5 separate regions of the Mus musculus genome follow, and regions 1, 2, 4 and 5 are each linked to region 3. A link is a contact called in public HiChIP or PLAC-seq and promoter capture Hi-C data. All regions are on one chromosome and are shown on one strand. Each heading gives the region's core, a stretch centred on a gene start, on an enhancer-like site or on the middle of the called end of the contact. The rest is flanking DNA. Distances are from core to core; before and after follow the strand shown.

What was found. Promoter capture Hi-C pulls out the DNA fragments that hold promoters and counts their contacts. HiChIP or PLAC-seq counts read pairs in DNA pulled down with a chosen protein or histone mark.
Region 1: an H3K27ac HiChIP or PLAC-seq map of embryonic stem cells shows a contact between it and region 3, with 8 read pairs. The contact joins the promoter of Nadk here to the promoter of Agrn in region 3. A contact is called at or near these places in 1 of 484 Hi-C or Micro-C datasets (myocytes) and 1 of 115 datasets of contacts at active chromatin or transcription factors (embryonic stem cells).
Region 2: a contact with region 3 is called in an H3K4me3 HiChIP or PLAC-seq map of embryonic stem cells, with 6 read pairs. The contact joins the promoter of Ski here to the promoter of Agrn in region 3. A contact is called at or near these places in 3 of 39 promoter capture datasets (liver, neutrophils and pre-B cells) and 1 of 115 datasets of contacts at active chromatin or transcription factors (embryonic stem cells).
Region 4: a contact with region 3 is called in a promoter capture Hi-C map of pre-B cells, with 2.5 times the contacts expected there. The contact joins the promoter of Slc35e2 here to the promoter of Agrn in region 3. A contact is called at or near these places in 3 of 39 promoter capture datasets (fetal liver, pre-B cells and stem cell-derived epiblast-like cells) and 1 of 9 other capture datasets (liver).
Region 5: a contact with region 3 is called in a promoter capture Hi-C map of fetal liver, with 6 times the contacts expected there. The contact joins the promoter of Gnb1 here to the promoter of Agrn in region 3. A contact is called at or near these places in 4 of 39 promoter capture datasets (fetal liver, liver, pre-B cells and 1 more), 2 of 484 Hi-C or Micro-C datasets (both in embryonic stem cells) and 2 of 115 datasets of contacts at active chromatin or transcription factors (memory CD8 T cells and pancreatic cancer cells).

The regions. Positions count from the first base shown.
Region 1 is chr4:155,562,490-155,565,370 of GRCm38.p6, reverse strand. It overlaps Nadk (NAD kinase), which reads right to left and starts at 1,556. Exons shown (of 12, transcript NM_001159637.1): 1 at 1,392-1,556.
Region 2 is chr4:155,221,103-155,223,802 of GRCm38.p6, reverse strand. It overlaps Ski (ski sarcoma viral oncogene homolog (avian)), which reads left to right and starts at 1,268. Exons shown (of 7, transcript NM_011385.2): 1 at 1,268-2,251. The coding sequence starts at 1,283.
Region 3 is chr4:156,196,107-156,198,806 of GRCm38.p6, reverse strand. It overlaps Agrn (agrin), which reads left to right and starts at 1,319. Exons shown (of 36, transcript NM_021604.3): 1 at 1,319-1,593. The coding sequence starts at 1,387. It overlaps Gm46878 (a long non-coding RNA gene), which reads right to left. Exons shown (of 4, transcript XR_003955191.1): 4 at 1-289.
Region 4 is chr4:155,600,071-155,602,770 of GRCm38.p6, reverse strand. It overlaps Slc35e2 (solute carrier family 35, member E2), which reads right to left and starts at 1,355. Exons shown (of 9, transcript NM_177186.4): 1 at 1,033-1,355.
Region 5 is chr4:155,489,949-155,492,796 of GRCm38.p6, reverse strand. It overlaps Gnb1 (guanine nucleotide binding protein (G protein), beta 1), which reads right to left and starts at 1,436. Exons shown (of 12, transcript NM_001160016.1): 1 at 1,217-1,436.

The DNA of each region.
Region 1 (2,881 bases), core at 307-2,806, 630 kb after region 3:
GCCAAGCCTGATGTCTTGGGTTTGATCCATGGAGCCCATGGAGCAGGAGGAGAAAACCAACACTTGGAAGCTCTTCCTTCCATTCATGAGCAGTAGAGTAGCAAGTGTCCACTCCCATTAAAAAAAAAAGGAAAAAACCACCACTTGCTTCTCTCCATCTCCAAGTGATGCCTAGAGAGCTAAACTATTCATTTAAGTACTGCTGTTTTATCTGTTAGCCACTTCTACCCAAAAGGAGGGGTGGGGGATGGATTGTGGCTCAGTGGGACAGCACTTGTGTGAGGATCTGGGCTGGACCTGTAGCACTTCAAACAAGATGAAAAAGAAAAAAAATGAATAAAACTGCATCGTTTTTAATAAATAAATCTACAAAGAAGAAAATGCAGAAGCATTCTGAGATGCCACCTCCAAATGAAGAAGCTACCTGGTCATACTGTATATTGGCACCCGTGGCTGTCCCAGAGCCCAAGATGGGCAGTGTAAGTCACAGTGAAGTCACTGCTGAGGACAAATACGTTCAGAGGGAAGGTGCCGTGCTTTTAATTACCAAGGCGAGGATGCCAGCTTTCCGGCCCGTGGAAACTGACAGTGATACATGAAACCAATGAATATAAGTTTGAATAACACTCTTCTCAAGAGGCAAGCCAAACGAATAAGTTTTGAACCAAAACAGAGAGTTTCCCAAACAAGAAAGGAAAAACAAGTCGCTATTCAGAATCAATGCCAGGAGAAAGCCCATTGCTTGGGAGAGCTGGAAAGAGACGCCGGATCTTGGCCAAGCAAAGGCAGATCCTGGGACTGCGCTGGGCACGCCCTGTTCCCATAACGAAGAAACCTGCCAGAGGCCAAGACAAGCGGCCTGTGAGTGTGACATCCTGAGAGGCAGCAGCCTCTAGGAACATCTCCATGGACTCTTCAGGACTTTGGAAGCTCCTGGCAAGTACTGGATACCAAGTTTACGATGGGGTTTTGGAGAGTTTCACACCTCGATTGCTTACAAAACGCTCGTCTGACTACTTTGCCCACATGCCAAGGTCTCTGGCGCTTGCTAAGGCCCCACTGGAAGACCAATGGAGCCGATTCGGCTGCGGTGCTGCGCGCTGAACTGGCTTAGAACAGAACGGCGGCCTACATGGCTTCTCCCGGGACCCGAACCTCTGACTCGTCCCCCTAAACCCAAGGCCGGACCAGATCTTCAGACCTGTCCCTTAGGCTCCTTCCCCGAGACCACGCGTCATCCTGGCTGCAACCCACGTTCGGACGCAGGGAGGCGCGTCAGAGCCACCAGCGCCCGGCCTCGGGCAGGTGGGCAGGGCCGGCGCCGTGACCCTGTCTTCACGGGTCCCGGCCAGTGACGCCGGGCAGAGGGCGACCCCAGGCCCCGCACTCACCGTCGGCTGCCGCGCGCCCGCGTGGACGTCTACATGCTGGGCCGAGCAGGCGGTCCCTGCTGCCCTACTGCTACCTGGCTCTCAGCGACCCAGCCGCCCGCCACCCCATGGCCGCTCGGTCCAGAGACCGGCACCACCAAGCCCCGCTGCGCCGCGGCTGTCAGTGCGCAAGCGCAGCCCGCACGCATGCGCTGCAGGGCACGTGGGGAGAGCGGCGCAGCCGCACCTACACAGGCGTGCACGCAAACTTCGGGTTTTTCAAAACCCTTTGTAGGCCAAGGATCAGAGGCTGGGGGGTGGGGTGGGGGGTGGGAGACGTGAAGAGGGAGGGGCGAGGCAAAGGGGAGGCGGGGCCGAGAGGAAGTGGGCGGGACACAGGAGTAGGAGGCGGGGCAAAGGAACTGAAACAGGGCATAGCGGAATGGGATGGGGACAAGGAGCGGAAGACAGCACGGGGGGGTGGGGCCAAGGTTGGAGAAAGGGGAGGGGCAGACGGGTAGGAGAAGGGGCAGGCAGAGTGGGAGGGACAGGTCGCAAGAGGGCAGAGCTGGAAAGGGACGGAACTAAGGAGACTAAGCCGGAGGGAAGGGGAAGATCGGGAGAGTGGGCGGGGCCAAAGGGTGGAGGAGTCGGGGCGGAAGGGGAGGCGGGGCAGAGGGTGAGGGAGAAAAAAAAGAAAAAAAGAAAAAAAAAAGAGTAACCGAGGAGGGGCAAAAAGCTCAGTCCCAGCAGCAACAGAGAAAACCACCAGATTCTCTCCCTTTTCTTTCTTTCTTTCTTTCTTTCTTTCTTTCTTTCTTTCTTTCTTTCTTTCTTTCTTTCTTTCTTTCTTTCTTTCTTTCTTTTGCCTCCTTGCCTCGCGGTCTGATCTTTATTCCTGTCCTACGTCACACTCAGTTTGCTTTTTGCTGGCGAGGTCTCCAGGACCATGTGGACAACGCGGGCCAGCTTTGTGGGAAGGTGGGCTTCGTGCCAGGCTCCTGTTCCCACGTTGTTCTTAATGTCCAGCGCATGGACCTGGTATCTTTCAGAAGCAGAACTCGGGTGACAGCGCTCATATGGCTCTCAGGCCCACCAGCAGTGACCTGACACCCTTTGGCAACTGGCAAGGACTTGAGCCTGAAAGTAACAAACCTGACAGCTGGTTGATACAATGGTTCACTACTTTAATCCCAGAGATGAGAGCTCCGGATTTCTAGGAATTCGAGGCCAGCCAGGGGTACCATAGTTAGAGACCCTATCTCAAAAAGAAAAACAAAGTCTTGATAGTTGAGAAGCGACTGTGTAAATAGCGTGCCTCACCCACAGCTGTAAGGAGGGAAAGAGGGAGGCCACCGACTTTGTAGCTGAGCCAGGGATATGCTGAACTGGTGGACATGCTCGTGCATTGATATCCACCAGTGTGCACAGTGCACCAGTAGGTGTTTTCGCAGTCCCGACTCCCAGCACTGTAGTTTTAAGATGTTCACACTATTGCCCTTCCTGTATAG
Region 2 (2,700 bases), core at 19-2,518, 970 kb after region 3:
CCCGAATGTTTTGTGGCATCCTTGCTATGAGGAAGGGAACCTGGGTTTTGTTTTGTGGTGTCCTTGTTATGAGTGTCTCGTGGAGCACGACGTCCAGCAGTGTGGGGAGTGAAGGTTACTTCACAGTGTCTACCTAGAACGGGAACCCCGGGATGTAGGGCGGCAGCGGCGCAGATCTACTGCGGACCGCCGCTCAGCTGGCCTGTGGTTGTGGCAGGGGCCTTGTGGGTTTCGGGGGCCCCAAGACCGTGGTGGCAGCAGGACCGGAGTCTTCCCAGCCGCGCAGGAAGCGGCCTCGGCCGGAAGGGGGGCCCCAGGCGCCTCCGCTGTGGCCGCCTCCAGTGGCCTCCACAAGGCGGGGCCGAGCGAGACCGAGTAGGGCCGAGCAGGGCCGAGCCGGTACCGAGTAGGGCCGAGCGGGGCCGAGCACTGCCGAGAGGGGCCGAGCTCCGGTACGGGGGAGCCGAGCGGAGTCGAGCTGTGGGCGGACAAAGCCGAGCTTGGCCGAGTCCGGTCCGGGCGTAGCCGAGCGCCACTGAGCCCGGGAGGGGGAGCGCGCGTTCTTGGAAGAGCCCGCCCGGAGCTGGTCACATTCCTGGCCCGCACTCCGGCTGAGGCGGACGCACGGCAACAAACAACGCGGGAGGCGGGGCTGGCGCGGGCGGGGCGGGGCGGTACGGGGCGGGGCGGCGCGCGGCGGCGTGAGCTCAGCTCCCGGCGCTCAGTCCGAGCCGGAGCGAGCCGCCGGAAAGATGTGCGCCCAGTGCGCAGAGCCCCGCGCCGCCGCGGCGCTCTGAGGCCGCGGGCCAGAGGCGCCTCCGCCGTCCCGGGAGCCGCGCGCGCGGGCCAGCGGGCGGCCGGGAGCCGGCAGGCGGCCGCGCGGGCGGGCAGGCCGCCAGGGGCCGGCGGCGGGCGCGACGCGGCCGGTCAGCACCGCCGGGACGAGCCGAGCGGGCGCCGCGCGGTGGGAGGAGCGGGGCAGCGGCGGCGCGCCGCGCGCGCGGGGGGCCCGGGCGGCGGCGGGCGCGGCGCGGGGCGCGTGGATGTGGCGCCGGGCCCGGGCGGCGGCGGGCTCCAGCGGCGGGACCCCTTCGCCCCGCCCGCCTTCGCCTTCGCGCCCCCGGGCGAGGCCGAGGCCGGGGCCGTGATCGGCCGTGAACCGGCGACGGGGGGCGGTCGTGGCCGCGGTCGCGGGCGGCGGCGGGGTGCGCGGGGCGGCGGCGGAGGCCGTGGGGGCCCGGGCGCACGGGAGCGGGAGCGGCCGGGGGAGCCCGATCGCACCATGGAAGCTGCAGCGGCCGGCCGGGGCGGCTTCCAGCCGCACCCGGGGCTGCAGAAGACGCTGGAGCAGTTCCACCTGAGCTCCATGAGCTCGCTGGGCGGCCCGGCCGCTTTCTCGGCGCGCTGGGCGCAGGAGGCCTACAAGAAGGAGAGCGCCAAGGAGGCGGGTGCGGCCACAGTGCCGGCGCCGGTGCCCACTGCCGCGGAGCCGCCGCCCGTGCTGCACCTGCCTGCCATCCAGCCGCCGCCGCCCGTGCTTCCCGGGCCCTTCTTCATGCCGTCGGACCGCTCCACCGAGCGCTGTGAGACCGTGCTGGAAGGGGAGACCATCTCTTGTTTCGTGGTGGGAGGTGAGAAGCGTCTGTGCCTGCCGCAGATCCTCAACTCGGTGCTGCGCGACTTCTCACTGCAGCAGATCAACTCCGTGTGCGATGAGCTGCACATCTACTGCTCGCGCTGCACCGCCGACCAGCTGGAGATCCTCAAAGTCATGGGCATCCTGCCCTTCTCCGCGCCCTCCTGCGGGCTCATCACTAAGACGGACGCCGAGCGCCTGTGCAACGCGCTGCTCTACGGCGGCGCCTACCCGCCGCCTTGCAAGAAGGAGTTGGCGGCCAGCCTGGCGCTGGGCCTGGAGCTCAGCGAACGCAGCGTCCGCGTGTACCACGAGTGCTTCGGCAAGTGCAAAGGGCTGCTGGTGCCCGAGCTGTACAGCAGTCCCAGCGCTGCCTGCATCCAGTGCCTCGACTGCCGCCTCATGTACCCGCCGCACAAGTTCGTTGTACACTCGCACAAGGCCCTGGAGAACCGGACCTGCCACTGGGGCTTCGACTCAGCCAACTGGCGGGCCTACATCCTGCTGAGCCAGGACTACACGGGCAAGGAGGAGCAGGCCCGCCTTGGCCGCTGCCTGGACGACGTGAAGGAGAAGTTCGACTATGCCAACAAGTACAAGCGGAGGGTGCCCCGGGTAAGTGTCCCCGGGTCTTGGGGGTTGGCAAACTATGCTCAAGGTGGGTGGGTGGGGTCCTTCTGCTCTGGGTCCTCTGGGTTCAAAAGGTTGGGGCTCGTGGTTCGACCTTATCAGGCCTTGGGTTGATTTGATTTTAGAAAAGTAGGGGGCTTGTCGGTCTCTTGTGGGTAAGGCCATCTTCGTGTTGTCTGAGCGCTGCTCTTATGGAGTAGAGTAAACGGGAGAGCCCTCTCGGGGCTCATAGCCCTTGACCATTCAGGCTAAGCTCTGAAGGTCTGAGAAAGTGGCAACTTCAAGCTCTGGGAGGTTAGAGTGCCTGGACCTAGGCTGTGACTTTCTGGCCCATATCACCATGGGACCTTGACAGAGTTGTCCATATGAGAATGAAGCTTGCCCCTTTCTCTCTTGTGGCTGGGATGCTTTCTTGCCTGTGGTCCTCAGCTGAG
Region 3 (2,700 bases), core at 70-2,569:
CTTTTCCTCTATCAGCTTACTCGGGCCTTTGAGTGCGCTTAGGGCACAAGCAAGTCAGTACAAGTCCTTCTGTGGTCCTTCAGACCTTTAAGAGAATTTGAGTGGAACCTCAGAAGACCCCCTTCTGGTTGGTGTGTTTGTGCTTATCTGGATTAGGTGATGCCAGATCTAGCAACGCTGGAGCCCACTGTGTAGATGCGACCTCAAATCTGGGTCCAGAAGGTGGAGTCTTTCTCAGGAGGAAGAGCTGCTGACACTCACACTTCACTCTGGCTTCTGGCTCAACAGCCTATGGAAGATAGCATAGTGTCTTCTCTCGTTTTTTTTTTGTTTTTTTTTTTTTCCAAAATTTTTTTCTTCACTTACATTTCAAATGCTATCCAGAAAATCCCCTATCCCCCCCCCCCCCACCCATTCTCTCGGTTTGTTTGTTTTGTTTTTGGTTTTTTGAGACAGGGTTTCTCTGTGTAGCCCTGGCTGTCCTGGAACTCACTTTGTAGACCAGGCTGGCCTCGAACTCAGAAATCCACCTGCCTCTGCCTCCCGAGTGCGCCACCACCGCCCTGCGCGTTCTTTCAACCTCCTGTAGGTCTAGTGCTAGCTTGGCTCCCGGGGGCCTCGGTTTATATCCTGCACTTAGCCAGGCCAAGCTGGGGAAGCTCTGGTCCACAGAGGGAGAGACGGAGGGGGCGGGGACGGTTCTGTAGCAAGACTGGAGAAGACTTAAGTCCACAAGGAGCATCACACTGGGCGGGTCTGGGCGCATTCGGCACAGTCACCGCTGACCGGCCATCGGCAGGGGGCGTGGCCTGTGGTGGCACCGGGACAGCCGCGGGGCCCTCTGCGCGCAGCCCTAGCGTCAGGCTGGGGAAGGGAAGGTCCGGCTCCGCCAGCGTCTCCTGTGCAGACCGGGCGAGCCCCTTGGAATTCCCAGCACGTCGCCCCTCGATTATACATCAACCTGACTTCAGCTGCATTTCCCGGTGGGAGGACAGTTCAGGCGGACGGGGGAGGGGCCCCGGCGCGACGCCTCCCCCTCCCCCAAGGCGGCCACCCACCCACCCACCCGGCCGAGCCCCCGCCCCAGCTCGGCGGGCGCCGCAGTCTCCGGGCTTTGTTCGCTGCCCGCGCGGGTCGCAGGGAGCGGGGGGCGGGCTGAGCCCTCAGGGGGCGGGGCGGGGCCGCCAGTCCCCGCCCAGTCCCCGCCCCGTCCCCGCCCAGTCCCCGCCCCACCCACGCCGTCCCCGCCCCGTCCCCGCCCAGTCCCCGCCCCACCCACGCCGTCCGCCCTCCCTCCTCCTCCGCCGCGCTGCGGTCCAGTCCTGCCCCCCGAGCGGTCCGGCCCGCGCGCTCTCCCGGCTCCCTCCCGCCGTTCCGGGCTGCGCCATGGTCCGCCCGCGGCTGAGCTTCCCGGCCCCGCTGCTGCCGCTGCTGCTGCTCCTGGCGGCGGCCGCGCCAGCCGTGCCGGGCGCCAGCGGGACGTGCCCGGAGCGCGCCTTGGAGCGGCGCGAGGAGGAGGCGAACGTGGTGCTCACCGGCACAGTGGAGGAGATCCTCAACGTGGACCCGGTGCAGCACACCTACTCCTGCAAGGTGGGCCCCGGCCGGACCCCACGAGACCCAGCCCTCTGGATTCCCAGCCCGGGGCTCCTCTCCCCCGTGGTCCCCGTCCCCGAGGCCCGCCCTTCGCGTGCCGGCCGCCCCGCTGCGACCCCGTCCCCAAGCCGTGGGAACGAACCCGGCACGTTTCTGCGGCCCCAGCTGGAGCTCCCTCGGCGACCGCCGAGCCTCCGGGGGGGGGGGGCGCTCGGGTCCCGGAAAACTCCGCCGCTCGGTGCGAAAGTTACTGCGGGGCCGCTGTGGCTCCTTTCACGGCGTCCAGGCCCCGGTTGCTGTCGTGCCCGCCCCCACCCTTGTCCAGAGCCCCTCTTTCTTGTTGGGAACAAGTGTACACCTTCGCCAAAAGGAACGAATAGGGCTCGGGGAGGCACGAGGGGGGACGAAGTCGACCTGTGGCGAGGCCTTTACCAGGGCGAGGGGTGGTCTGCAGGGAGTCAGGGGTGTGTGGTCTAATCTGCAACCCGGGGAGCCTGCGTAAGGTGCTGCAGCGAACGCGTGTCCGAGCCGGAGCAGAGAAATGGGCAGAGGGCTGTGGCTGAGTTTCCTGTGCTCGAGGCGCAGGGGCTCAAAGGACTGGGTTTCTCCTGCCATACGGTAGAATTAGCTCTGTTTCAACTGCAGCTGAATTTGAGAGCACCTTGGAATAGGTATGGGGTCGATACCCTCGGAATATCCGTTGCTGGTTCTCCTCGTCCCTCAAATCGCTTCGCTGGAAACAGGATTTGTTCTTACTCTTTGGGAATGAGAAGGATGGTGACTTCCTTCAGAGTACCGTGTGTTCATGGGATCCCCCCGCTGGGCCCCCTCCTCTCCCTGCCGAGGCACTTTGCCAAGTCCCTGCAGGATTTTCCCGACTTCCTCCCCGCTGCTCCTGGGTGTGGCTGGGGTGGGGGAGGTGTGAGAACTGTGAGCTTTCCCCCTTTGGGTTATCTCCCACAATAGTTGGGGGTGGGGGGCGCAGGTAGATAAAGTTCTTTAGGTGCTGCAAGTCTTAGGTGTCTCGCAGGAGCTAGGCAGGTGGAAAAGCTGCCCATTGTCTTTTTTGCTCCCTCCATTCCAGAACCCCAAATCCCCAGAGCG
Region 4 (2,700 bases), core at 106-2,605, 600 kb after region 3:
CTTCTTTTGCTATTTAAAATTCTCTCGGTGTGCTTTCAAATGTGCTCTGCAACCAGGGATACTTGTAGTACAGTCCCATAATTGCGGTACTGAGAGGATGAGGCAGGAGGGTCACAAGTTTAAGGCCAGACTGGGCTACCCTGTAAAGATCCTGTCTTAAAAGAAAAAAGAAAAAGAAAAAAAAGCACAAAAAATTATTTTCCAGTTTTTTTTAATAGAGTACATTCATCCCATGAGCGGGCGACTAGACAAACACTGAACAAGGGCCCCCCCACCCCCACCCCCAGTCTGCAGTTTTACTTTTTGTTTTATTTTGCATTTCAAGGGTTCAAAACATCAATGCTGCAAAGAGCCTGTTTCATGCCTGAAAAGTACCGGTTGGAGAAAAACCGCTGGCAGGCTAAAATAAAGTTGAGGCTTGGGACCTGGCTGAGTCGCCCATTCCACGGCACAAAATAAGACGTTTGGGGAGGCAAAATCAGTACACGCCGACAGATGACAGGGTGCCTGCACCTGTCATTGGGTATCGCTTCCTTTCCGGCGCCTGCTGCAGTCACAGCCCGCCCGCGATCCCCCCGCCCCGGTGCCCATCACTGTCCCCACCCTACCTGTGCGTCCAGCCCGGCGAAGCCCGCCACCTGCGCGCCCGGTGCCAACCCGGGCTGACTCCAGGACGGGATGCCCCCGGCCCCCGATGGGGTTCAGTTCTGGGGCTGCCACTGGAGTTTATGCAGAGCCTCAGCCCACGCCCACGGAAGATGCAGCCCGCGCCCGCCTCGGGGCCGAGCAGCTTTAGGCAGAGCGGTCCAGAGTCAAGGGCGAGAGCCGCGAGCCCTCCCACAGCCCTCCTAAGGGTTTAGATTTGGGACACACACACGGGTGGGCGGGGAGAGAGCCGGACGTGACGCACCGGAAGCTGTTACGGGGGGGGGGGGAAGGACACACTCCACACAGGCACACAATGGCACCTTCCAGAACGTTCCACCGCGGCCCACCACGGGGAGCCAGGACACCCTCACGGCGCGTTCGCACCTTCCGTAGCGGCCCACCGCAAACCACGGGGCGGGCGACGATGCGGGGCCACAGCACCGCCTTGCGGCCTCCTGTGGGCGCCTCCGGAGCGTCCCACCTCTGCGGGGTCCGCCATGCTGGGCCAGCGTGCAGGTGTCGCTCCTCTGGCCTGTGGTACATTCCGGAACGTTCCACCGAGACCAAGGTGAAGGAGCCAATCCTCTGAGGCCGCGAAGGTGCCGCCCTCTAGGTCAGACCCAGGGGCTTGATTTCAAGGATCCTAAAATCTGACCAGAAAGTCACAAGACGAGAAGCGCTCAGTGGCGAACGTGCGAGGAACCCCCGTGCTCTCCGAGTCTTGGACGCTGCCGGGATGGGGGCGGGGTCAGCACCATGGGGGCGGGGCCAGCAGCATAGCGACGGGGCGCTCATTGGTCGAGCCTCAGAGGCCCCGCCTTCCTGCAGGACGCTTGCTCTGTCGCCTGATCTCCCCAAGTAGCCGCCGGCTGTGAGATGCTTCCTGGCCCCTTTTATCCCTGAAGGTCATTTTGTGGAGAGGTTTGAGGTTGTGCCTTGCCTCAGCTCTGCTTTTGGTGAAACCTTCCTTTGTTTTTTTCTTGGTTGTTTGAAAACTAGTAAGGTTTCTCCTTCAGATCTCGCACAGTGAGTTGGAGCTTCTTAAACCTTTTCCACTAGAAAACCCTTTCCATATGCAAATCAAACGTTTACTGATAATCAACCTTAAGTCTATCTTAAAACAATTCTTTGCCCGGTGCCGGAGACCAGCCTGGTCCACTTAGTGAGTTCCTGGACAACCAGGTCTATGTAGAGAGACCCTGTCTCAGCAAACAAAAAACAAGTCTTTAGAACACAATGGCACAGTGCAGTTTTACCACTTAAAAGCAAAGGCAAACTGGCTTACGAATGAGAAGATGTGCTTTTTAAATTTTCGCACAGATCATTAAATCTTGACTGAATATCCCATACCACTGGACATAGAGTATCTTCAGCATTTTTCAGAGTTGATGTTTTGATTTTATCAAAACCAAAGTGTGTTTGATTTTGTTGAATTGACGTATGTTTTAGAACCGTATCAGTTGGAAATTCTGTCCTAACCACAAGCCAAGTTTTAACGATTTTTAAAAATGAAACTCAACTCAGAAACTTACGCAAGAATTTTGTTGTTGTTGGGTTCTTTCCTTTGTTTGTTTTTGTCTTTTAAGATAGTGTCTCACTGAGCCGGCATGGTGGCACACACCTTTAATCCCAGCACTCAGGAGGCAGAGGCAGGGGAATTTCTGAGTTCGAGGCCAGCCTGGTCTACAAAGTGAGTTCTAGGACAGCCAGAGCTACACAGAGAAACCCTGTCTCGAAAAAAAAAAAAAAAAAAAAAAAGATAGTGTCTCACTATGTACCCCTGTCTGGCCTGGAACTCACTGTGTACATCAGGCTAGTCTTGAACTCACAGAAATAGACATCTCTGCCTCTCACACTCTGGAATTATGCGCACCTATGTAAGCATTTTTTAATTGAGTTGTTTTATTTGGTCATTGTTGTTTTGTATTTGTTTTGTTTTGAGACAGGGCTGGTGTATCCCTGGCTGGCTTCGGATTTGATGTACAGCCAGGGCTGACCCTGACCTTGCTCTTACCCCACAGTGCTCAGATGACAAGCATGTGTTACTATGCC
Region 5 (2,848 bases), core at 187-2,686, 710 kb after region 3:
TTAAATGAAGCCCCACTAATTCTCCTCTCAAAATAAAAATTTTGACATAACCTCTTTAAAGATGAGCTGAACACGTATAGGGATGCTATTTCGGGATGCTAATCCTGTGGTTTAAAAAAACCCGGAAAAAAAAAATGTTTAAATGTATCAAAAGGTCAAAAGCCAAGCTGCAGTTCCCCAGGGGAACCCGAGGCTGTGGAGGAGACGCGGAAAGACTAGGCCACCCTCTGAGTGCTCTGGGCAGGACGTCCCCTCCCAGCACTGATGCATCAGGCGAACCCAGGAGCCCGGCGCCTTTTCCTCTGCACCGGCCACCAGAGCCGGCCTTTGTTTTCAGCCCCGGCAGCGGACGGCGCGGTCCTGGCTGACAAAGGCGGGTATCGCCATCTTGTCGCGGCGACCGGACGCGGCGCCCATTCATTTACGGGTGCCTGGGGCCAGGAAGGCCGGCAGCGAAGGAAGCTGGGAAGCTTGGTAGCCGTAGGCCCGCACCCGGCAGGGGTTGATGGCCGAATCCAGTAGACTCGCCCCGTGTCCGCTCCCCGCGCGCCCGGCCGAGTCCCACGCCCCGCAGGAAGGCGCGGTCCGGAGGGCAGAGCTCGGCTTTTGTTCCCGCGGGGACTCGGCCGCGAGAAGAAGCGCCTGCGGCTCTCCTGGCATCCCCACCTTAGCAAGCCATCCAGGCTCGAACCTACGACCCGAGCCCCAGCCCTGCATCCCGTTCCCTTTCTTAAAACTCAAGACCACCTCCGGGATCCCGCATCAGGCCCTAGACCCCCCCGCCCCCCGCAACAGCCTCGACCCCAGGAACATGAATGAGTCTGGAAACCGAATTCCGACACGGGCTTTGAACCCAAGACCACAGATCAGGTCCCGCATCCGGGATCCAGCCTTGAACCCAGAACCCATCCCAGATCTGGCCTTGAACCCAGGACCTCCACCCAGGTTGCCGCATCTCCGGGCCCGCACCCCGGACGCGGCCTTGAGCCTAAGACCCCGGCCCGGGCCTGCGCCCCGGCCCAGGCGGCTCCGCCCCATCCCTCACCCCCCGGACCCCGAGACCCCAGCCCTGCCGCCCACCCGGCACGCCGGGGATCGCCCACCCAACCCTGAAGAGCAGGATGAAGACGGCGGCCGATGACCCACGAGCGAGAAGAGCCGCAGGGCCTGGCCCAGCGCGGGGCAGGCTCAGCTCACAGACCCCAGCCGCGCTCACCTCGCCCTCGCCCGGTCTGGCGCCCACGCCGCCGCCTGGTCGTCGCGCTCGCGGCCTGCGGGCAGGAGTCGGCGAGGCTGGTCGGGTCCGCGCGGCGGCTGTTCCAGTCCCAGCCCCGCTGCCCTCGCCGCCCGCGCCCGCCACCGCCGCCGCCGCCGCCGCCGTCGCCGTCCGCCCCTCAGACGCCTCCAGCCATCAGGATGGGCGCGGCGGCCCCTGCCCGCAGCCTCGGGAAACCCCACGTCGCGTCACCGCGCACGGGCGGCGTGCGCGTGCCGCTCTTTCCGCCCCGCCCCTCCTTCCCTCTGCGCGTGCGCGAGAGGCTTAAAGGACCCGTGATTTTTTTCCCCCACCCCACCCCACCACCACCCCACACACCCCGCAAGGGTCTTCCAGGGACGTTGGCAGCCTATCGGCCTCGGTGGCCTCTGGCTCTGACCTGACGGTGTCGGCTCCTGTGCCATGTGCCCCAAGCCAGAGGGCGGTGTGTCCTGCCTGAATGACCAGCCCGGGAGGGCCGAAAGGCGTGCGTGCGTGCGTGAACGGCCTAGCAGGTTCTAGACAGCGGGGGTAGAGGGGTAGGAATAGCCAGGTGGGACAGGAAAGATGTCAAGATTAACCACCAGAATCTTTAAGACATGCCATCCGGTCTGGTCCGTCGTGCCTATTTGTCCAGCCATCTTCAACTAATATGACTCCTGCCACAATGACTTTTTCACTCCCATTCTGCCCTTTCCAAAACCAGGTGAATACCTCTCTTATTTCCTCTTGGCCTGCACTACCCTCTTTTAAACAAGAGCCACAACTCTCTGGGGGGCCTGGCCACCACGCTGACTCTGAGACCTTTCCATGATTCACACTTGATACCTTCCCTTCTTGTTAGCTTCTGTGCACCTTGCAGCCTTTCCTTGAAGCCCATTCCTTCTTGAAACAGCCTTTGAGTGGTCTGCACACTTCCCCCTCCCTGCCCTGGGCGCTTCCTGCCGGGCCATAGAAATGTGTCTGTCATTGTTCAGTCCTGACAGTTTCCTCATATACTTTCCCTGTGCCAGCCCTGATCTGACGCCTGATTTTACGAGCCCTAGCTTCTGCTAGTGGATGGGTAGAAGTGAGGAACCAGGTATTGGATATTCATTGCTACAAAAGTGTCATTGCTGAGCAGGCACCCTGAGGGAAAACATACATTTACATGAACATACATATATGTACATGCAGATGGTCATGTGGGCATTCGTATCTTTTTCTTGATCACAGTAAGTGTGTGGTCTCTCCAAAATACTGCATATTCTCTTCCTTGCATATTGAGTGACCTGCTTTGAGAGTAAGAAGCCTGGTTCCAGTTACCTCAAATATATCCACCACTGCTATCATCTCACCCTAGGGCCTCTGACCCCTGGGACTCTATGCCCTTCACTCCATCTGTTCGAGACCTGACTCTGTCATTTGTGACTGTTTTTTACCTGAAGTTCTTGACAGCTCCATCATCCCACTCTCTCCAAGTAAAAGTACAGGGTCCTTCCTTCTCACCATTCTCTCCACTGTCCCTTGTGACTCCAACTTCCCACAAGTGCCTCTTCCATGAACTTGTGAAGGCCAGACCTTTGATGATACCACTTCTGCACAGATGTCCCC